Linked DNA regions of Zea mays: region 1 is linked to region 2. A link is a contact called in public Hi-C data. All regions are on one chromosome and are shown on one strand. The core of a region is the stretch at or near the end of the contact, and the rest is flanking DNA. Distances in the headings are between cores, read along the strand shown.

The links. Hi-C and Micro-C count contacts between places; a contact is called where the count stands out from the background.
Region 1: a Hi-C map of ear shows a contact between it and region 2, with 5 times the contacts expected there. The contact joins the promoter of LOC100217040 here to the promoter of LOC100276845 in region 2. A contact is called at or near these places in 3 of 25 Hi-C or Micro-C datasets (bundle sheath, ear and tassel).

What each region holds. Positions count from the first base shown.
Region 1 is chr6:34,857,466-34,860,165 of Zm-B73-REFERENCE-NAM-5.0, reverse strand. LOC100217040 (isovaleryl-CoA dehydrogenase) reads right to left here and starts at 1,444. Exons shown (of 12, transcript NM_001143412.1): 1 at 824-1,444; 2 at 669-713; 3 at 457-505; 4 at 257-366; 5 at 95-171. The coding sequence starts at 1,144.
Region 2 is chr6:34,470,495-34,473,194 of Zm-B73-REFERENCE-NAM-5.0, reverse strand. LOC100276845 reads left to right here and starts at 1,359. Exons shown (of 5, transcript XM_020539818.3): 1 at 1,359-1,595. The coding sequence starts at 1,483.

The DNA of each region.
Region 1 (2,700 bases), core at 195-2,694, 390 kb before region 2:
CATGCACCCTCAGTAACATGGTGAGAAAGCTGTAGAAATACATACACGTTCAGGTTCAATCATGTCCAATGAAGATAACGGAGTGGTTCTGTACCCGGGCATCCCTTTCTCGATTATGAATGCAGTTATTCCTTTTGACCCTGCAGCTAGATCTGTTTTTGCGTAAACAACCTGTAAAATCCCAACATGGATGAATTAGCAGGATAACAGGAGTGCAGAAAGCATAGGGGAATGAATGTAAGAAGAGCAAAAATACCAGTGTCTGAGCAGACGGGCCATTGGTGCACCACATCTTATTCCCATTAAGGACATAGCCACCGTCCACTTTCTCAGCTTTGCACTTCATGCTGACGACATCAGAGCCAGCTGAAATTACATTTCAGCAACGCGTTAGAAGGAACCTTATAGTACTGCTGGAGAAGAACAGAGCAGCAACGGGGTTGGAATGGTACTGACAGTTGGGTTCACTCATCGCCAGTGCCCCGATATGCTCCCCACTGATCAGCTTCGGAGAGAAGGCAAAAATGAAAAACGCGTGAATATAACCCGTCATGACAGAAAACATTCGAAATCCTAGCGATGTGCATCTTTTTCCTTGAGAAAACTACGGTCCTTGTGAAACATCAAACATCATGGTGATGTGAAGCAAATCCGGAAAAGCACAGCACCTTGGGCAGATACTTGAGCTTCTGCTCCGGGTTTCCGTGCCGGACCTGCACACAACAAGTAGCATTGCCGCTTGGGTGAGTAATCAAATGATTTGGTTACCGCGCGTGTCCTCTGCCTGCCATAAACAACCAGAGCGGCAGTCACGACGACTCACGAGCTGGTTGATGCAGAGGTTGGAGTGCGCGCCGTAGGAGAGGCCGACGGCGCCGGATGCCCTGGTGATCTCCTCCATGGCGATGCAGTGGTACATGTACCCGAGCCCCATCCCGCCGTACTCCTCGGGCGCGGTGAGGCCGTGGAGGTTGAAGTCTCCCATGAGCCTCCACAGGTCCACGTCCCGCGGGAAGTGGTTGGAGGCGTCGATGGCCGCGGCGCGCGGCGCGATGGCCTCCTGCGCGAACTTGCGCACGCTCTCCTTGAACTGGCGGCGGGGTGCAAGGGGGCGGGCGGGCGAGGAATTGGGTCGATCAGGCATGGGGCGAGGCGCAATGGCGGCGGGCCCGCCGAGTGGGAAGTGGAGAGAGCGAGCGCATGACGCACCTGCTCCTGCGTGTCGTCGAAGAGGAGGGAGGACGTGGCGAGGAGCCGCGCCGCGCCGCCGCCGGGCGCCGCGCGGCGGAGGAGCGCCGGGAGCCACCGCTGCATCGCCGGTCGGGGCGGGCCTGGTCGGAGCGCGCAGCGCAGCACGTAAGCAAAGCAAAGCGAACCAAACCACCGGCTGGCTTGTCAATGCGAGAGGCTACCTAATACGCAGTAGTGCGGAGAGAGAGCGGAGGGGATAGTGTAGTGGTGGTGAGTTGTAGGAGTAGCGTCTGGTATCGTCTTCCTTCCCCCTCATCCGGATGAGCTGGAGCTGGAGGCGGCGGCGCAATGATGGGCTCGGGCTGGGAGCCGGCCAGGGAGCTGCCGGCCTGATCGCATTGGATCCACCGACCGGACTGCATGGGATTGGGATTGTATCGGATCCACATCCACTTATCCACACGAGCCTATTGTGTTGAGAGGGACGGATGTGGATTAGTTAACTCTTTTATAAGTTAAAACCTTTTTAAATCTTATCTAATCCCCTTCGGTCTCCTAAGGTCTGAATGGGCGCAGAGTTCAGAGCAGAATATTATGATGACGTGACTCAGTGGGTGTTTGGTTTCTAGGGACTAATGTTTAGTCCCTTCATTTTATTACTTTTTAGTGTATAAATTGCTAAATATAGAAAATAAAATAAAGTTTTAGTTTCTATATTTGGCAATTTTGGAACTAAAATGGAATAAAATCTAGGGACTAAACATTAGTCCCTAGAAACCAAACACCCCCTCATATGAGATCGCCACGCCACGGCGCCAAAGCAAACCAAATTGAAATTGAGCACGCAAGAGACCATGCAACCGGGACAAAATAATAGACGTAACCGAACATACTAGTATATATTAAGCATCTCAAAATGTGTTTTAAAATAATATCTTAAAAATTGACATACTGCATCATTCAAAATATCTAGGACATTAAAAATAAATTGAGCTCCAATGATTAGACCCTGAATCATGTATTGCATTATCAAGATAAAAAATGTTTAGAATAAATTGGAAAACAAAAAAAATAGGCACTAATATGAAGTGTAGTATATTTGGGTTAATCATAGTATGATCTATAGATTTCTTTTAAAAAAATATATATAAAATATATGATTGTTGTAGTTGTCTTTTATGAGTTAAGCTCTATATTATCGAAATAGAACACTGTTATTAGAGACACTTGATTCTCTACGGAGGAATTGCCGAGCTGGCTCGCCTATCAAAGCAAGTGGAATCTTGCCCGCATGCTCTCGAGATGATAAGGTGGGGAACCAGACACGTTTCTTGGCTCGCTATCCCCTTTTGGGCAAGACATTATTCATTGTGATGATGGTGTAATAAAGAAACCAAGCATCAGCATCCGCTAAGGGCATGTACAGTGGTGTTTAATGTGGGGGCTCTTAAGGTGTTTTAGGGGGTTATTTGCAAAATAATCTTAGAGCCGTCTCTCCGTGAAGAGACG
Region 2 (2,700 bases), core at 110-2,609:
CAGTCACAATACGGCTGTGTTGATGATCTCAACGAGCTCAAAGAATCTAGGGACTTAATAATGATGCAGTCCACCAGCTAGTTCAATGAACACTAGAAAATAATGATGCGGTCAACCTGTTCTTGGTGTCCAATATTTTGCCTTCAACTTTGTGAGATAGATACATAGCTGGAAAAGAATTCGATGAAACTAAATATGTAAGTTCAATTATTCTCATCCCACATGGACTGAAGGATATTGGAAAAATTTAAGAGTAATTTTGACTTGCTATGGATTTAAATCACCCAATCCTGTCTAAACCACATAGATTGCACTAAAACGAACACGCTCTAAATCGTCTCAATAACATCAGAACTAAATCGTCTCAATAACATCAGAAAAATGGTTGGTAGAGAGAAAAAAAAGGATCCATGATATGTATTTCGTAATTCCTGGCTCAAGTATATCATTGATTAGGAATAGAGGGATATGTGTTTGTACGACTCCTTTACAACATCACACACACAAAAGCAAAGATTGGTAGCCGTTAATAAATTATTTTCCTTTATTCTCCTGTGTTTCCCACACTACAAATTTAGGATGAAAATGATATAAAGTGTTATAATAACCGAACAAACCACCCCTGAACTGCTAAGGCCCCGTTTGTTTCCCTTCATTTTGAGGAATAGGAATCTAACTAATCAGTAGTCTATTTTTTAGAATGTGATATTCACAACTTTCCAAAGATTATATATAAGCCCATCTTAAATTCATGAGGTGAGATATAGAAATTGATTTTATAGATTTATATACTATTTTTCTAATGTACAACTTATAGCACACTTTTCTATTTGCTTCTCTATAGAATAAGTGTTGTATATAACTATCTCTCATATGATTTATGATAATATACAAATATACTACATATATAAATATATTAATTTAATTAGTTTGTGTCTACATTTTGTCATGCATTTTTTTAGACCACACAAGGAGGTTTTTGCCCTAGAATTTTTCTAAACCAAGTTCAGATATGGGCTGAAAATTCATGAGTGCGCTGGAAAATTCATGGTCGACGACGCCTTTTGGGACGGAGGAGGATGACGGTGAATTCGTTTTTTTCTTTTATTTTTCTTTTAGAAGATGAGAAAAAGGGCTGACTATATATTTTTTCTTGCTGACCAAGGCGGGCCAGGCCAAGGCGGGGAGCCGGGGACCATTCACTGGGGCGCGCTGCACGCCTGCACCTACTGGGCACTGGCTACTGCTGCACCTGCACTGCACAGCACATGCCTGTCGTTGGCCTGTGGGCCCCCGTCCGTGCACAAACAGTCAATGCGCTTCCCGTTACTTTTCACTTTCCCCTAGTTGCAGTACCCTAGTAGACGCCTACCCGTGCGTGTCCCGCCTGTCCGGTGTCGCGTGCCGAGGCTGTGAGGCCGTCGCGTCTCGCGTCACTGGCTCCCCGCTCCTCGCAGCACCAAAAACGCGGCAGGCCGAGAAATGTTCCCGACCGCGAGGACCATGACACCGAGCAGGAGACGGAGGAAGGGGAGCGGGAGGCGGTGGCGGTTACCCGCGCCTGCACCTGGCTTCAAGCCTCCGATCCGCCCAAGGTCAGTTGCGGTGCGGCATCCTGCCTTCCATTTCGGCCATTACTCTCAGCTTCGCTCGAGCTCCTATCCTCGCCCTGCAATCGCGGCGGATCCGGCGTTCCCCACTCCGTGTGGGTCTAGGTCCGGTGCGCGCGCCGCTGCCTAGATGCTAGCTTTTGCACGGCGGGTCGCTGGGCTCCGACTTCTCGTCTCCTGCTGTTTCCGACGCCATTGTGACCCCCCTGGATTGGATGGAGGCTGCAAATCCCCCGCCTCCGACGATCCGACCGGTGGCACCCTGTTATTACCTGATTCATCAGTCATTCGATTCGGATGCTGCATGCATGATGCTGGTGTTTCGATTGGAGTATAAGCCTGTGCATTTGATAATTGATTTTGTTATTGGTCTATCAGCCAAGGTTGCACGTCTGTTTTTTTGGTCGAATCCCACGACTACTTTTTTACTGCTAGTGGAGATTCTTTTTTACTTCACATGAGGCGTAGGGTAGACGAGTCCAAATGAGTTGTTGAGCAGGTACTACTTGGGTCTTGGGAATTCCATATGCTAGGGGTAGGACGAGTCAACATCGGGAGTTGCTTTCAGCTACTGTTCCTAGCTCGGTTTTTTCTGGGGACGGAAAATAATGCTAAATAAAAAAATAATCTGAAAAACGACACATCTCCCCCTAGATATTTTGAACTGTTAATCTGGCACTTTGTTCTCGCAGGCATCATAAATGATGAATATGGGGGCACATTGTATGATGGATTCCTTGGAGTGCTAAATGCTACTCCGGGGTTGTCCCAAATCATTTATAGCTTGGCAGGAGTAGCAACAGGCATCTATTCTTCACTGTCAGGGTAAATTACCTTCGGCAGTCTCCACTTTATATACCACATGCTTCTTCAAGCACAGTGAGCATTTCCTAATTCCTATTATACCGCTTAACAATAATCTCGAAGGAGAAGTGCAATTTCTTTGTCTTCCTTCGTACCAGACAACCCTTCATATAGTTATATGTAATTGAATGTCGTCAAGTTTTGTATAAGCTGGAAGTTTATTTTTCTGTTTTCTCATAGTTTGGGAAGAAAGAGATGCCTGCTTGTCAATGGTAGTGAATCATGC